5 separate regions of the Mus musculus genome follow, and regions 1, 2, 4 and 5 are each linked to region 3. A link is a contact called in public HiChIP or PLAC-seq and promoter capture Hi-C data. All regions are on one chromosome and are shown on one strand. The core of a region is the stretch at or near the end of the contact, and the rest is flanking DNA. Distances in the headings are between cores, read along the strand shown. Region 1 overlaps Ube2z (ubiquitin-conjugating enzyme E2Z). Region 2 holds the start of Cdk12 (cyclin-dependent kinase 12). Region 3 holds the start of Kpnb1 (karyopherin (importin) beta 1). Region 4 holds the start of Atp5g1 (ATP synthase, H+ transporting, mitochondrial F0 complex, subunit C1 (subunit 9)). Region 5 holds the start of 1700003D09Rik (RIKEN cDNA 1700003D09 gene).

Evidence for each region. Promoter capture Hi-C pulls out the DNA fragments that hold promoters and counts their contacts. HiChIP or PLAC-seq counts read pairs in DNA pulled down with a chosen protein or histone mark. Capture Hi-C pulls out chosen DNA fragments and counts their contacts.
Region 1: a contact with region 3 is called in an H3K4me3 HiChIP or PLAC-seq map of embryonic stem cells, with 5 times the contacts expected there. The contact joins the enhancer-like site here to the promoter of Kpnb1 in region 3. A contact is called at or near these places in 2 of 39 promoter capture datasets (hippocampal neurons and liver), 2 of 484 Hi-C or Micro-C datasets (both in embryonic stem cells) and 4 of 115 datasets of contacts at active chromatin or transcription factors (embryonic stem cells, extraembryonic endoderm stem cells and large pre-B cells).
Region 2: a contact with region 3 is called in a promoter capture Hi-C map of liver, with 4 times the contacts expected there. The contact joins the promoter of Cdk12 here to the promoter of Kpnb1 in region 3. A contact is called at or near these places in 6 of 39 promoter capture datasets (the C10 cell line, cranial neural crest, embryonic stem cells and 3 more), 3 of 484 Hi-C or Micro-C datasets (B cells, CD4 T cells and nephron progenitors), 6 of 115 datasets of contacts at active chromatin or transcription factors (embryonic brain, embryonic stem cells, kidney and 1 more) and 1 of 9 other capture datasets (liver).
Region 4: a promoter capture Hi-C map of pre-B cells shows a contact between it and region 3, with 3 times the contacts expected there. The contact joins the promoter of Atp5g1 here to the promoter of Kpnb1 in region 3. A contact is called at or near these places in 3 of 39 promoter capture datasets (hippocampal neurons, liver and pre-B cells) and 1 of 484 Hi-C or Micro-C datasets (CD4 T cells).
Region 5: a contact with region 3 is called in a promoter capture Hi-C map of liver, with 2.0 times the contacts expected there. The contact joins the promoter of 1700003D09Rik here to the promoter of Kpnb1 in region 3. A contact is called at or near these places in 1 of 39 promoter capture datasets (pre-B cells), 1 of 484 Hi-C or Micro-C datasets (erythroblasts) and 1 of 9 other capture datasets (liver).

The regions. Positions count from the first base shown.
Region 1 is chr11:96,048,867-96,052,068 of GRCm38.p6, reverse strand. Ube2z (ubiquitin-conjugating enzyme E2Z) reads left to right here. Exons shown (of 7, transcript NM_172300.3): 6 at 245-335; 7 at 1,655-3,202. The coding sequence ends at 1,825. Among named protein-coding and RNA genes, the nearest start is that of Ube2z, 15 kb to the left of the region's middle. Within about 2 kb of position 1,893, at least 13 of the 459 cell types and tissues checked have an H3K27ac peak or open chromatin away from gene starts, as enhancers often do. A contact at or near this core is called in embryonic stem cells, where this site is marked.
Region 2 is chr11:98,201,399-98,204,649 of GRCm38.p6, reverse strand. Cdk12 (cyclin-dependent kinase 12) reads right to left here and starts at 1,345. Exons shown (of 14, transcript NM_001109626.1): 1 at 240-1,345. The coding sequence starts at 1,282. It overlaps Gm38963 (a long non-coding RNA gene), which reads left to right and starts at 2,020. Exons shown (of 4, transcript XR_880193.2): 1 at 2,020-2,119.
Region 3 is chr11:97,186,310-97,189,498 of GRCm38.p6, reverse strand. It overlaps Kpnb1 (karyopherin (importin) beta 1), which reads left to right and starts at 1,607. Exons shown (of 22, transcript NM_008379.3): 1 at 1,607-1,953; 2 at 2,052-2,110. The coding sequence starts at 1,914.
Region 4 is chr11:96,074,095-96,077,432 of GRCm38.p6, reverse strand. Atp5g1 (ATP synthase, H+ transporting, mitochondrial F0 complex, subunit C1 (subunit 9)) reads left to right here and starts at 1,802. Exons shown (of 5, transcript NM_001161419.1): 1 at 1,802-1,876; 2 at 2,400-2,446. The coding sequence starts at 2,408.
Region 5 is chr11:98,356,768-98,360,046 of GRCm38.p6, reverse strand. It overlaps 1700003D09Rik (RIKEN cDNA 1700003D09 gene), which reads left to right and starts at 1,764. Exons shown (of 3, transcript NR_045477.1): 1 at 1,764-1,810. Ppp1r1b (protein phosphatase 1, regulatory inhibitor subunit 1B) reads right to left here. Exons shown (of 7, transcript NM_144828.2): 6 at 3,100-3,222; 7 at 2,251-3,014. The coding sequence ends at 2,977. It overlaps Stard3 (START domain containing 3), which reads right to left and starts at 1,679. Exons shown (of 15, transcript NM_021547.3): 1 at 1,539-1,679.

The DNA.
Region 1 (3,202 bases), core at 644-3,143, 1.1 Mb after region 3:
CCTGTCTTTGCCTCCTGAATACTAGGATTAAAAGTGCAATGCCACCACCACCCAGCCAAGAATGTTCACTCTTCAGTGGTGCCACACACCTTTAATCCCAGCACTTGGGAGGCAGAGGCAGGTGGATCTCTTGAGTTTAAGGCCAGCCAGGGCTACACAGAGAAACATTATCTTGGGGGGGTGAGGGGGGATGTGAAGGAGGGACCCGTGCCTCATGTTTCCCACTGCTCTGTTTAATTTCCAGGGGAGTGATGGAGAAGTCCTTCCTGGAGTATTATGACTTCTATGAGGTGGCCTGCAAAGATCGCCTGCATCTTCAAGGCCAAACTATGCAGGTAATATTGTCTCTCTCTCTCTCTCTCTTTTTTGTTTGTTTGTATTCAAAACAGGGTTGGTGATGCCTTCTCTTGTTGCTAATTCTAAGCCCCACACAGAGCATGGACAATCACCCTCACACAGGTTACACCCACATCTCATAAAATGTCACAAGTAGAGAGGAGGCCAGAGAAAAGACTAACTTGCTTAAGAACATGAAGAGATGGTTTCTAGTCATACTCAGAGTCAAGTAGGAATTATCTGTTCCAGAACATACATTATAAGCCTTTCCTTTCTAGGAGAGTCCTTTAAACTCTTATAAGAATATCTAGCCTGCTCAAAACATCAAGGGTGGTAAAACAGTCACTGTAGCGATTCTGTCCCTGACCCTAGGGGCTTACAGAGAAAGGTGACTTAGGGTAGCAGTCGTGCATAGTGCGATGTTGATTCCTGCTTTAGAGGTAGTAACTAGTTTATTCCCTACTGAGGAAGTGTGTTCTGGCTTCATATAAGAAAGAGTAGGGGCTGGACAGATGGCTCAGCGGTTAAGAGCACTGACTGCTCATTGGGAAATCCGTACTCTTGACTTTTACACCTATCTGTGACCTTAGAAAAGCAGAGTATCCTTTGTGTAGACAGAATATGGAGGGAGTTTATTTTCTTGAGTTTTCAGAGGTTGAAAACACAGGCCCTCAGGCCAGAGAGATGACTCAGCAGTTAAAAGCACAGGCTGCCTGATACAGCAGCTGTCTGTAACTTTTCTTCCTGGGGATCTGAATCTATCTTCTGGCATCTATGGGCACCTTACCACATGAGCTGCCTGTGCATGCATACATACATATATACATGTACATACATACATACATGTAGGCAATGTACTCATACGTATTAAATAAAATAGCTGGGCAGTGGTGATGCATGCCTTTAATCCCAGCACTTGGGAGGCAGAAGCAGGCGGATTTCTGAGTTCGAGGCCAGACTGGTCTACAGAATGATTTTCAGGACAGCAAAACCCTGTCTGGGGTGGGGGTGGGGGGTATTAAATAAAATCTAAAAAAAAAATTAAAAGGAAAGCACGGGCTCACCCAATGATTATGATATTTCATTGAATTTCCCCATATCCTCTTTTGCATATTGGCTTCTTTTCGGATTGCAAACCTATTTTAGTGTTAGCCCAAGCTAGACCTGTTTGGAGCTACTAGTAATACACTATTTTATTTGGAACCATTTGGACCACCTGTACTTCCTCTGTGCCAGAAGGTGAGCATGCATTTCAAAGCTATACTAGAGACTTAAATCTTACATCCCCTTGTGGATTTTTTATTTGTTTCTTCCACAGGACCCTTTTGGAGAGAAGCGGGGCCACTTTGACTACCAGTCCCTCTTGATGCGCCTCGGACTGATTCGACAGAAAGTGCTGGAAAGGCTCCATAATGAAAATGCTGAAATGGACTCTGATAGCAGCTCCTCTGGGACAGAGACAGACCTTCATGGGAGCCTGAGGGTCTAGACCCTGCTCCCCTGCCCCTCCCCCAACTCGAGAGTCCCAGCAGAGCCCCTCCCCTCGCCCCAGGGACGGAGAGGCACTGTGCATCTCCCTTCAAAGGTGTCCGCAAGGTGGCAAGAAGCAAGCAAGCTCAACCCCAGGGGGTGGGGGTGGGGCTGGTCCCAGTCTGACCTCTTTGGTGCTGGAGCACCTAGGGCAACAGTCAATCCTGGATCAGGGCCAGGGTACTTTTGTGAAAGTACCTGGAGTGATGGCCTCTGGCAAAGCTAAACAACCAACACACCTCTCTGCAGGGCCAGCTAATTAGGGATAGGAGAAGACAGAAAATGAGAACCCAAGAGGGAGCATGCCCAAGTGGTTTATAGGGATATCTGGGAGTTTGGGTGGGGGTGCTGTCCATGACACTTAAGCAGTCTGGTTGGTTATCTGTTTGTCTTCAGTCTTGAAGCAGGGCTTCCCAACACCCTTTTCTTCCCCTCCCCTATTTCCCATGGGCCAGCATAACTTTGTTTTTCCTAATTTATATAGTCACTGTTCTAGACAGACCAAAGACAAGGAACAGTGGTGGAGTCTGGGCTGCTGATCAGTAAGCTTTACCTAGCACCTGAGCACCTTCTCCCTCACACCATTTCCTCCGAATTTTAGGTTACAGGTAGAAGGTAAGCCAGCTGGAACTGAGCCCAGGTCTCTGTGAAGTCTGCATGGGCGTCAGGAAGCTGCTCACTGTGTCCCCACAATCACTGATTTGAAAGGTTCCCAGCACAGGCAGCTGCAGCCTGTGTGGGATTTGAGCCACTACATAAAATAGTCTCTTACAGATTGTCCTGAATAGTAGTCAATGAGGGTGGTTTTCTTGGGGTGGAGCACGGTAAGACTAATGCTAGTCCCTATTTTGTTTAGCTGTTACGTCTGTAGTCCCTGTCCTCCCTTCTGTCCTACCCCCATCCCTGGGGATTTGTGAGCATGGACAGCCAATGGCTCGAGGGATTGTGGCTGGGACTCTGGAGACTTCTCCCTTTATCTTTCCCTCTTTGTCACTGGAGCTGTTCCTTTCTTTGAATTTAGCTACAGTGACCCTTCAGCTGGTTGAGTAAGGATATGTGTTTTCAGTGGCTCTGGGTTAGAAGAACCTATCCTTCCCAGGTTGATACAGTTCACACTTTTCAGGGTTGCTGTTCTGGCTTCCAGTGGATGGTTAGTGATCCACATGATACAGGCCTTCTGGTCAGTGTCCAGCCCTGAGAAATGGAGAGAGCCACCTGCCCTGCCCGCTGCTATAAAGGTCTCTGACTTGTGGATCATGGGACTCCCTTGCAGAGATAGGGAGAAGATAGGGCACAAAGAGGGACCTCTTGGGAGGGCAGAAAGCAGAGAACTGGA
Region 2 (3,251 bases), core at 96-2,595, 1.0 Mb before region 3:
CTAGGTAGAAGCAAGTTCTCACAGCTGAAAGTTCTCCATTACTGCAAAGTACCTTACCTACCTTGCTTGAATAGTTGGAGGCACTTGGAATGTTTACTTCTCAATTGGGCGAGGGGAAAGCCAAACTTACCTAAATGACTTGTCAAAGAAGAACACTGAAAGCTTTAACAAAATGTTAAAGACTCATTTTCAATTCCTCCCAACCGACCCTACCTTAGGAAGGACAGACAACAGCTCACCTGGGGAGTGGACTCCGACTCAGAGACCTCTTGCTCAGGAAAGGGCTGCTTGATCGCCTTCGGCCATAGGGGCTGGGTGATCTCCCGCTGTAAGAGCCGCTCCTTTCATAGCTGGAGGACCGTCTCCGGCTATAGGGACTCACAGACCTCTGTCGTCGGCTGTAAGGACTGGGTGACCGAGTGCTGGACTGGTAAGCAGAAGGCTCTTTGTAAGGTGGGCTGATTGACTGCCTTCTTGAGGTACTTCCAGGACTCTTCTTGTAGGAGTCATAGTTGCTAGAAGTGTGAGACCTTGGGGGGCTAAGATCGTAGTCTTGGCCATAAGAAGCTCCGGAAGGGCTGTCATCTTGCTTGGAACTGTCAGACCATTTCCTATGGGGACTCCTGGATCTCCGTTTAGGGCTAGCCACGGTTTTGTAACTTTTGGGTGTTTCCCTTTTCCGATGACTTTTACTCCGGTCCTTGTATCCAGACTTTAACTCTCGCTCTTTGCGGGTCTTCTCCTTGTGCATTTTGGACGACCTGGATTCCTTGCTGCCGCTTTTGGATAGCTGGGCCTTCCCATAATCATCACTCCCCTCCACGGACCGTTTGGAACTGCCCGATACCCGGTCCTTCATAGATCCAGATTTGGAGACTTCCTGATTTTTTTCCTTTTCCGTCTGTTTAGTTTTTAGCAAGTCTCGGGACCGCCGGTGCTGGTGGTGACGATGTCGGTGCAGGCGATCGCTCCGATCCGTTCCCCGACGTTCCTCGTTCTCCCTCCGGTCTGATTTGAAGGCCGTGTCATCGGAGAAGGTGTCTGAATCAGAGCTGATGTCATCGTACTCCACCAGTGGTTTGATTATGGTACCCAAAGATGCCGCTTCGGGGGTCACCAGCCCCACGTCTTTGGAGTGCTTGGACTTATGCCGCTTGTGCTTCGACACCAAGCGGTGACGCTCCCTGCTGTTGGAGCTGCCACCTCCCGATGACGGCTGCGAAGTTCCAGAAGCTCCTCCGCTCCCGTCCTTCTTGCCCCCATGTCTCTCGGAATTGGGCATTCCCTTTCCCCGGGCCTGAAGCAGGGGAAAAAGTTCCCCGGCGCTCCAAAAAGCCCCACCCTCCCCCCCAGCCCCGACTCCACGCCCCCCGAAGAGCCCCTAGACGGGGGTGGGGAGGGCAGGGACCGCAGGCGAGGCTCCTCCTCCCTCTCGCCGCCTCAGCGCCCTCCTACATGAGGTGGGGGGTGAAGGAGAGAGGGAAGAAACCAAGAGTTCCTCGGCACGGGAGGAGCGCGACGCCGGGAGCTGCTCGAGTCCGCCCCTCACGGCCGCCCACCCCCGCCGAGCCGATATTCGGGCCCGCGAGCCCTGGCGCTCAAGGAAGTAGGAAGGCGTCCGCCGGAGCCTGTGGGGCCGACGGCGGCTCTGGAGCCCCGGGAGGACTACGCAGGCCCTTCCCCTACCCGGTCGCCCGGCTCGGGGCGGCTGGCTTCCTGTCGCCAGGCCTCCGCGGCCTAGGTTGCCTCAGCTCCCCCCCTTTGTCCCTCGTGCCTGAGGGAGCCCCCTTCGCTAGCCTCCGCCTCACACCGACACCTCACAGCCACATCTCACTCCCTCGCCCAGACTCACTCACACACTAGATTAAACCGAAACGGCACTAGAGGGGGAGGGGGAGGGGCGAATGCCGCAAGTATCGCGAGACTCCGCTGGACTCCCGCGATACTTGGCGCTTCCCTTTTCACCTCGACACATTCCTTCACCAGAAAACGCGAGAACGGGACCCAAGCCGCAAACGCAGCCCGTTAGATTCTCGCGATACTTTTCCAACTCCCCCTTTTGGGGGGCTTTATAGGAGCGGAAGTTGCGGAGATTACCTTTAAAATTTAAACCTAAATGGTAATTCTTTGATTAAATATCCCCAGGTTCCGGTGGGGATGGGTCTTAGCACAGCTTGTAAGAAGTCTTTTGATTTAATAGGGTTTAAAAAAAAAAAAAAAAACAAGGGACAAGTGAACATTGGGGACATTACAGCGCAAGTTTGAATATTGGGGATTCTGGTAGGGCTTGGGTTTCTGAGACAGGGTTTCTCTGAGTAGCCTTGGCTGTCCTGGAACTCACTCTGTAGACCAGGCTGGCCTCGAACTCAGAAATCCGCCTGCCTCTGCCTCCGGAGTGCTGCGATTAAGGGCATGGAGCACGCACCACCACCGCCCTGCTTTAAGTCTGAATGTGCAAACAACGCTTGGTACTGCGGAATTTGCTGAGTTTAGGCGTTTTGCATTCATTTTCTCTGCCCTCACACCCATGGGACACTGTCCTCATTGCGAATTTACAGGCAAGGACTCCCGGATTCAGGGGGGCTAGTCAGTAGAAAGGTTAGAGTGCCAAAGTTGGGGGAAATGTCAGGATGTCTTACAGCACGTTCTTAGTAACCCAGGCTGGACTCCCAGTTGTGGCTATTCAGCCTCAGCCGTTTCTCGACTGCTGGGATGTTTTACCATAACAAACGTCCAGTTTCTACAAACAGAGAAGACAATGAGACTCGGGGAAAAAAACGTGTCTAAGCCTATGTGCACTACCTTCAGGAAGTGCCAGTTGTAACGTCTCCTGGAAGTATTTTTCTTTTTATTTCTTTTTTTTTTTTTTGGCTTTTCGAGACGGTTTCTGTGTACCACTACCGCCAGGCTCTGGAAGTATTTCTTTTATACTACATTTTAGGGTGGATAAGATTCTAAGCTGGTCGTTGCCACACGCCTTTAATCCCAGCACTTGAGAGGCAAGGTAGGCAGAGGTAGGCGGATTTCTGAGTTCAAGGCCAGCCTGGTCTACAAAGTGAGTTCCAGGATAGCCAAGGCTATACAGAGAAACCCTGACTCGAAAAACAAAACAAAAATTCTACCCTAGGACATCTTATGTCCAAATTTTCATTTTTCCTTCCTTTTCCTTTTTCCTTTTCTTCCCTCATCTTGCCTACTCTCTCAGAGAAGTTCTCCAGTTAGCCTGGAGCTCACATTTGATGCCTAAGCAT
Region 3 (3,189 bases), core at 358-2,857:
CAGAAGCAGGTGGGTCTCTGAGTTCAAGGCCAGCCTAATCTACAGAATGAGTTCCAGGACAGCCAGGGCTATACAGAGAAACCACCTGGCTCCGCCCCCCCCCACCGTGGGGGGAGGGGGGCAACCCAACCCAACCAACAAATCACAGCCAAACAAAAATTATGCTTGCATAGTAAACAAAAAAATCTTTCTTAAAATCAGGATAAGATGTGGAAGTATTCAGAACATATCTATACATGAAGCCATTGGAAACATACATTACAGGCAGAAAATACACACAATTAAAAAACCCCACGAGGCTATGACTTTAAGTGTTTCAGAGAACACTAAATCCCAAGTTTCCAAAGTGTGGCTAGTGTAGGGCAATTTCTTTACACCTTAAAAACAATACAATTTACATGCTATTTTGACCCATATGCTCCTAATCCCCCCATGACTTGCAGCTGGGTATCCAAATGAGGGGAGGGGAATGTTAAGCAACTATATGCAACGTATTTTTATCTTGTTTGTTGTATTTGTTTTTTGTTTTTGAAACAAGATCTCAGACTGTAGTTCAGGCTTCGGGATACTGAGATGGCAGGTGTGTCGCTACAGCTCGTCAATGCACACGTTCTTTATATAATACTACACAGATCTTGTAAACGAAGTCTGGACATCAAAGCTTTATGGGAACTGCTAAGTGGTCTAAGGACGCGCCTCCGCGAAACTTTGTTAACAGTCCAGGGCCCCGACGGGGTCTCCAAGGGCAATTAGGGGCGCCTGAAGCCAGCTCTGCTCGAGTCTGGAATGGGCTGTGTGACCTTGGACAGGCTCCACTCTCTCTCTGGGCTTCAGTTTGCAAATCCGCACGTTGGAAGGTGAACCACGTGGTTCTCATGGTCCGGTTCCGCACAGAGCGCGGCAGCAAGCCGACCTCACCATGAAGGCAGCTTCCTGTGGGCGCGGCGCAGGACTTTAACGGTTCCCGTCCCCGCCCCCTCCGAGGCCCGCGAAAGGCTCGCTTTCCGTACACCGCGGCGAGTGACGGCTCTCCGTAGCGCGCAGTCCGAGCCACTCGCGCGCAGCTCCGCCCCACCCCGGAGGCGTCCCGTCGTGCTCCGCGCCAGACTCCTAAGAGCCTGGGCGCCTCCCGCCTTTCCGCGCGGCGGCGACCCCGAACTCCTCGCTTCAGTTCTCCCGGCGCCCCGTCCTATCAACGTCCAGGATCCCAGCCAATCCGACGCGCCTGGAGCCTTTACCTTCCGCCCACCCTTCTCCCCGCGCACAGCCGGGCTGAGCCCGAAGGCCTTTACCGGGCCAGCCCAATCAGCGGCGCGCTCTTACCTGCCCCACCCCAGAGCCCCTCCCCTCGACCAATAAGCACGCCCCATCCCGCTGCCCGCCCAGCCAACCGGACCTTGAAGCCCGCAGGCCAATGGGCGCGTGGCGGCCCTTCAACGCTAGCCGTCCGGCCAATCGGGGGTTCCGCGTGGCCCCGGCCGTAGCCAATCGCTGGGCAGCGCGGTGCCGCCGCGGAGAGGTCCGGCAAGGATATCCCTCCGCCTCCCTCCCTCGATCTCTCTCCCTCCCTGCGATCCGCCTCTCACTCACTCACTGCCGCCCTTCCTTTCTCCCTCCGCCGCCCGAGCAGCAGCCGCGCTCCGAGCTGCCCCCGGGGTCCCTCCCCCGCCGCCAGAGGAGCAGCTGCTGCCGCCTAGCACATTAGGAGGGCGGAAGGAAGGAAGGAGAGCGGGGAGGAAGGGGAGCCGGAGCGCCTGGCCAGAGGCAGCCGGTGAATGGGCTTGTGGTGACCCCCACCCCCCACCCCACCCTCCCTTCCCACCCGACCCCCAACCCCCATCCCCAGTCGGAGCCGCCGCCCGACAGGCCGGGCCGCCGTCTTGCGAGGAGTCCCCGCCGCCGTCACCTCCGCCATGGAGCTCATAACCATCCTCGAGAAGACCGTGTCTCCGGGTAGGACTCGGGGCCGGGGGGTCGGGCCGAGGTGACCGGGGTGGGGGAGGGGGTGGCCCCTCTGACCCCGCTGCCTCTCCCCCCATCTCTCCCGGCAGATCGGCTGGAGCTGGAAGCGGCGCAGAAGTTCCTCGAGCGTGCGGCCGTGGAGAATCTGGTGCGTGCCGCCCCGCCGCGCCCCATCCCGCCGCGTCCCCATCCCTGCGTGCGGCCCTTCCCGCCCTCCTGGAGGCCCAGGCCTCAGGAACCCACCCCGCCCCAGCTCGTCCCCCTACCCCCCCGCCCGGCCCAACCTAACCCCGCCATCGGGAAGCCGGTGGGTGTGTCCCGCCCCGAGCCCCGCGTCTGGCCAATAGCGAGGCGCGCCGGGGTGATCGCCGTCCAATCGCCACGCGGCCTGAGGGCGGCGGTGCTGCGGGAGGGAGAAAGAGGGAGGGAAGGGAAGTTAGGTTGCATGGCGCTGCGTGTTCAGCAAGGGTGGGGGTTGGGGAGCCGGGCCTAGGGGCCATGTGGAAGCTCTGCGCCCTGCCGCCTGCCTTGTACTGGCTGCGGCCGGCCTCTCCTTCCTGTCCCCTGGTTTTGAGGCAGTATGCAACTACTTCCCAGAGCCCTACCCTTCCCCAGCTCCCTTGGTCTGTGCTCATGGCCACGCCTGGCACCCGACCACCTCTGGACCCATTGCCACAATTTTTTTCTTTTTCTTGCCCATTATTATCCCATTCCTGGTCTAAGTGCACGAATGTTCTGTTTGGACTTAGGTTTTCAGAGAACTCATCTTTAAGGATCTCAGGCTGAGGCTCATTTCTGAGATTGAGCCTATTCTCTGATAAATCACAAATGTAACCCCGTTTTTCATACTTTCGGATTTAAGAAGTACATTTGAGAAAAGAAAAAGTGACTGACTTTTGTATAGGAAAATGTGGGATTATTGAAGCAGCCTATTGCCAGAATGTTTCTCCTCTCCTTTTTGGGGGAAGGGGAGGGAAGCGTGGATGATATGGAAAGTCTCTTTAAAGGTAGGAAGTTTTAAAAAGTGAAAAAAAACATTGTAACCCAATGTCCTTTGTGAGAGCTTTGCAAAATAGTAACATCCATACAGCGACATATCTGATTTGTACTGACCACTTTTGGTGGAGAGGTAAGCGACTTGTGTTAAGGTTTTTTTATCTCACACCTTTCCAAGCATTTCCTTTTTAGTGTAGACTGAGAATTCTGCTCATAGTATATTCTTGGTTT
Region 4 (3,338 bases), core at 553-3,052, 1.1 Mb after region 3:
GTTTATTTAAGCATTTACTATCAGAGTGACATTTAGTTTTCTCATTTAGTAAGCTCTGCACAGAGCATGGTGGCAAACACCTTTAACCCTAACAATTGGGAGACTGGGAGATCTCTTTGAGTTCCAGGACAGTCAGGGCTTCAAAGAGGGACCCTGTCTCAAAAAAGCAGAAGCAACGACACAGGTCTTTAATGTTCATTCTTTTTGTTTGTTTGTGTTTTGTTTTTTGAGACAGGGTTTCTCTGTGTAGCCCCTGGCTGTCCTGGAATTCACTTTGTAGACCAGCCTGGCCTTGAACTCAGAAATCCACCTACCTCTGCCTCCCAAGTGCTGGGACTACAGGCGTGTGCCACCACTGCCCGGCATTCATTCTGTTTTTATCAGAACCTTTGCAGGACATTATTTATTTAGTGCAGGTTCCTAGAAGTGTTAATACTGACTCAAGGAGGGTGGAGCATTTAAAGGTCCTCAGTTACTCAAGAATTACTGGGTCAAAGAGGATGGCTCATTCATAGCATTTCAAATAAAAAGTATTGCCAAACTGCTTTCCAGGAAGGTTTTCTAATTCACTAGTGAATGGTTACTGCAGTCCTGTTTTTCTGTCCCTACCCTTTGTGCTTGTGTGCATACACATGTGGTTTTGTTTGTTTCTTTGTTGTTGCTGGTTTTTTGAGACAGGGTTTCCTCTATATAGCCCTGGCTGTCCTGGAACTCACTTTGTAGACCAGGCTGGTCTCGAACTCAGAAATCTGCCTGCATCTGCCTCCCAAGTGCTGGGATTAAAGGTGTGCGCCACCACTGGCCGGCATTGTTTTGTCGTTTTAAGCCAGGTTTTGCTACTTACTCCAGACTGGCCTGGAGCAAGTGCTCCGTCTTCCTGCCTTAGCCTTCCGATGTCTGAAATTACAAGCATGCACCACCTGAATTCTTTGCACGCTTCATCCTACCAATTATTATTTTCGTTTTAGAGTTCTCCCCACTCCCAATACAATTGTCTAGCCCTACCTTGTTTTTTTTACCTAAACTCAAGAAGCTTAGTCTGGCCTTGAACTCCTGACTTTCCTGTCTCCTAAGCACCTGCCAAGTGCTAAAATTTCGGGTACGAAATAGCAAGCCTGGTTTTAATTGTATTTTGTTGAGTTTTTTTTTTCCACCATTCAACTTGTGAGTCCATGTTGACTGACTACTGACAGACCCACAAGAGCACGCTCACTACTTAGAAGTTTTCCAGCCTGCCTTAATACTTGGACGAAAATGGGGGTTTTTACAAATCACGATGGTGGAAGGTACTGTAAAGGCGTCGGCTCTCCTTGCCAGGAAGCAACATCTCGCGGGATGTCGGTGGTCCTTGAGTCCTTGGACAGGACTACAAGGCCCAACATGCAATGCGCCCCAAGGTCCAAGCGGCCGAATGAAGGCCTGGAGCCCTTATCACGTGTCAGCTTGCGTCAAGCGGCCGGTTGTCACTCCCACGCTTTTTTCTTCCGCTTGCACCTTGGTCGCCATTTTGTGTTGAAGGTTGTAGAACCTCTGAGTCTCGTCGACTCTATGGTCAAGCATTTCGGGATTCGACCAATCGTAACCCCGAACTCGGAAAAAGAACCCGCCTTTATCCGCAAGGAGGCGGGAATTGCCACGAAGCTCCTGTGGAGAGAGAGGAAGAAGCTGAAGAAGACCAATAAGAAGGATGGAGTTGATGACGCCAGCCAATTGGAACGTGGAGAGATAACGACCAATGGGAGTGAAGGGACTCCGAACACGTGGGTGGGGGAGCTGAGCGCTCAGACCAAGGGCTAAAGCTGGGAGGTGAGTCAGTCACCTTGAGCAGGGAGTGTGCTGTGGGCCGAGCAGGGGCTGCAGGGGAGTGGGAGTGCAGGTGACTTGGGGCTGGGAGACAGGGGTCCGCAAGGCCGTGGGTTGTGCCACGTGGAGCACCATTTGCCTCCAGGGATAGGGAAGGAGGACTAGAGTCTTTAAGCCTTATCAATTAATGTTAATTACCAACGGTAATGAGCGATAAACGGCCGCTGGGGAGAGTAGGGGACAGCAGTGTAACTTGGGCAGGATCCTGCACGACGTCTGCCAGTTTCTGCCTCCGGTCTTCCCGGGAGACCATTCCTTTTCGCAACATTTCCCTCTTGGGGCCTGAGCCACCTCCTTTTATTTCCGATCTCGGTTGCTGTCCTTCTGCAGACCCGCTGCGCAGAGAGTGGTTGACCCCGGAATCTGCTCTGTCCTTCTGACCTCTAATGCCCTCCTTAGCTGGGGTATAGGAAGAGGGTTGGGGGGAACGATTGGAGGTGGATGGGGACAACAGGAGGTTGCCAGTATAAGCAGACACCCGGGCTTTCATAGGAATTACGGTTTTTTTTTTTTTTCTTTTCTCCCCCTTCTTGCAGATTGAAAAATGCAGACCACCAAGGCACTGCTCATTTCTCCAGCTCTGGTAAGCGGAAGCTCCGGGTTTCCCTATAGTGCCGGGTATGGTATGGGAGCAATCATGTTTAATGAATGGACTAAGAGGGGCTGGCGTTCCGTGATGATGATGATGGCTATTGGCGGAGGGTATAGGAGCTGTTGCAGGTAACCTATGTTTATTCAGGCCTGTAAACCAAGCCGTCGTGGCTTTCTGAGCGTCCTCAGATAAGCTAGAGCTGACCTTTTATTACAGTCCTGGGTTGGCTGTAGCCAGACAGCCGGAAAACAGTTTTTCTCAACCTCGGCTGCGTGTTCAGTTCATCTGGAAAGCCTAATGCTTCTACTGCCCAGACTGCTCCTCAGACCAATTGCATCAGACTGAGAATGAAGGTGGAACCCCTAAGCAATTTTGGTAGAATGCCCCAGGTGATGCCAATGTTCTGCCAAGCCTGAGAGTCATTGTACTGAATAATGTGTCAAGCAATCCGTGTCACTGGGAGCTTTCCTAAGATGGCTGTTCTGGGAGTCAAACCAGGCTTCCTGGCCCGCTGCCTGAAGGATATATGTTGCTGTGAATGCATCTTAGTAAATCTCTCCCCTTGATTGCCTTTTGTTACCTCAACAACTGACTGGATGTTTGGGTCTTACTCTATTCTGGGAAACTGATTAGGTCTGTGCCCTTGGAAATGGACTTTGGTATCCGGTTTGGTTTGGGTTTGGTTCTGAGGATTGACCCCCGGGTCTTGTGAGTGCTCCCCAGCCTAGTGCATTATATCAAATGGTGATTGCTGCCACCCTGGGCTCCCACAGACTATCAGCATAGCTGTCTCCGATGTAGACGGACCTGAGAAAATAAGTTAATTGACCTTGAAATTGATTGGACTGATTGTGACAAACTCCTGTCACTTAGGTTGGGTTTG
Region 5 (3,279 bases), core at 515-3,014, 1.2 Mb before region 3:
CCACACCAAGCATTCTCACGCAGCCGATGAAATTAACTCATAACCAGCAAGCCAGAGTGCTCTTACACAGGACATGCTAACTAACGTGTGTTCATTAGGCACTCATAGGCCTGGTCCCTTGATGCATACACTACACAGTACTTCATTCATTCTCACATCTATACAAGGTAGGCACATTACTATCTCCATCTTCCAAAAGAGGAAAGGAAGATACTGACTTCATCAAGGTCTCAAAACAATATCAAAACTCAAGCAGGCTGGTGCATGGGTCTATATGTCAGCTATGACACTAAGAGTGTTCAGAGGACACAGATGGGCAGGGCGGCCAGCCTTTGAGATGGAGGTGGGCAGTGTGGAGATGGTGCTCTCTGAGCAGGACTCCTGAAGGATACATCAGGAGGAGGCCCAGCAGATCAGAGAGGAAAGAGGTGCTGCTATATACACGAAGAACCCTATGTGAGCCAGGCACATCTTACAGTAAACAAGCACACAGTCGTTTCCCCACAGGCAATGGGAAGCAAGCAAGTGACATAACCAGACTCGTGATATAAAAGTCTGCAAGAGCTAGATTCTGAAGACTTGCCTGCAAGCAATTAGGACCACAAGCTGCTGGAAATGTCCAGAGACACGTCAACAAGGGTAGTGACAGAGAAGGTTCAGGGAGTTAGCTATACTGGCACCTCTGAGCAAACAGGGTTAAAAGATGTTAAGGCAATTCCGGAGTTTTTCTCCTGGATAAGACAAGAGTGGAAGGATAAATTTACAGAGAAAAGATCAGCTCACGTTTGAAACCTGTGAGATCATCCCAAAGTGAAGGTATCCCATAGGCATAATTGACAGGCAGCTAATTTGGAGCCCAGGAAGGGGATGTGCTGCTATCGTCCATCTGAATATTCAGTGAACGTGAACTTGATGCGACAACAGTGGATGAGGCCATCCAGGATCAATGCACAGTGAGGCGGGTTGGGCCAGCGTGAACGTAAAGAGATTCTTCTGCCCTCTTGTCAGAGAGGTAAGAGGAAAAATCAGGAAATATTGGGGAGTCAAAGGGTGGAAGTATGTCAGGAATGAAAGCCAACAGTAGCAAGCACTTCTGAGAAGAGTTTAAAGAGCCTTCTTTCTGATATCGTTGGGAAGCTATGCGTGGATGTTTCCAACGGAAGTTGTGGGAAACAGCGGGTGGCAGAGAGGCAGCCGATTAGTATGTTTTTCCCTGAGTCTGGCCCCTTCCCACACCCAATTCTGTCCCCCATAATACTTAGATACCGACTCCTTGCCTCTCCTCTTACTATAAAGAAGGCTTAGGAAAGCGGCCGCAGACGTCCTCCGGACCCTCTCGGGTAAAGACCAAGACACCCCCTCCCCAGCCCTGCGCGCGCAGCAGCGAGTGGAGAGGAAGGGGGCGGAACCCGGAGCGCGAGGGGTGTGGGCTGGGTCGGACCGAACCAAAGACGGACACCGGGCAGGAAAGCGGGATCCGTCGGGTAGAGACAGCTCTTGTACCACCGCCCGGTGCCTGCGACCGCCGCACAACCCACCTGCTTCATGTCACCACGGCCCCCACTCTTCCTGCCTCAGCCGCAGTCCCGCTCCACGGCCTGGCAACTCCTCAGAGCGGAAGGAGAGCTCCCGGCGGCGCTACTTCCGCCGCTGAGCCCGTCCCCCCCGAGCCCGCCCCCAAAGCCAACCCGCCCCCCCGAGCCCGCCCCCAAAGCCAATCGGGATTCGTGTGACCCTGAAGCTCCGCCCCGGTCCGCCCCTCTCTCGGAGACGAGGTCCGGAAGCGGAGCCACAACCGAAGTTAAACTGTGTAAGACCGTGCAGGAGCAAGGGATAAAACCCCAGGGTGTCTTGGTTATTAGATCATACAGGCCTGACACTGTGGAGTGAAGGGGAACTGTGTGAGGGCCGATTTGTGAGCACAAGTCCCTTGGAGAAATCCATTTTTCGTTTTTGAGACGTTCTCAGGTTGGCCACGAACTCAGCCTTCCAAGTTCTGAGATTACTGACGCGCAGCACCACATCCATCACACATATTTAAAGGACCTTTGTTCTCCCCTGGCTTTTAGCCATCTCCCTCAGGAGCTAGTATGTCTGCCATGCGTATAGCCTGCAGGAAAGGCTCCTTCCTGGGAAGGGCTGGACACGAGAGGCAAGATCCTGACCCTAAGATAACCACCATTTTTCCTGTCAGAACATACCATTACTTCCCGGTCTCTCCTCCCTCCCCTGAAAGAGGAGTCTCAGGACAATTATTTACAAAGATTTATTACAGCGTAGGAGGGGTTCAGGCCTAGAGTAAGGGAAGAAGGGGAAGGGAACCAAGTTGCTGGAGGACAAGGAGAACCAGGCTCCCCCCACTGTGTGGCCCCCTAAGGACAGATAGTAAGTGCATTCCTGGCACCAAAGCACAAACAAAACGCAGCAAGCAGCCTCTGCCAGTCCATCTTGCAGGCACCCAGCAGGAATGGGATACTAAGGGAGGGACATGTTGAGGCTCTGCAAAGAATGCGTGAGACCTGAGCCCTGGTTGAAGTCTATGAGAGGGTTGGGGACTCAACGCCCACCACTGGTAGGGGAAGGAGGAGATCTCAGGGCACCTGTAGGCTCTCAGTACCTCCTTTCCCCAGATCTTAGGACCTGCCCTGTGGGTCTCCTGTGCCCAGGGGAGAGAATCTGGAGAGGGAGGGGACTTGTGGAGAATAAATGGTTGTTTATGGCCTTCTGGGGTTTCCAGTGTGGGCTCTCTCACCTCCCTACTCCCACCGGGTAAATAGAAGAATGACTGGCAGGGAAAGGCATTGGGGACTCTGGGCTTCAGCCAAAGCAAACAGAGACCAGCCTTAGTCTTCTAAAAGTCAGAAGCCGCAGCCCTAGCAGGTGAAAGACAGGGTACAAAGGAGGGTGGGGACAGAGTGGGTTTCTGGGGAACACTTCCTCCTGGGAGATACAGGGCTCTGAGCTTATGTGCCAGGCTCAGGGGGGGCTGGGATGCTGAGGTTCCTCTCCAGGCTCTGAAAGACAAATAAAGAGGACTCAAGGCCAGGCTTGGCCCATGAGGTTCCCACCCACCTCCCCAGCCCACACTCCAAAGCTCACCACTTAGTGTTGCTCTGCCTTCCACTTGGTCCTCAGAGTTTCCATCTCTCTGGGGCTCATCCAGAGGAGGTGGGCGCTCCCAGGGCCCCTCCAGACCCCGGCCACAAGTAGGCTTCTGCCCCACTGAAAGAGAGGGCATACATACATAGGCTGAGTGCCCCTCTGGTGCTCTCTGATGGC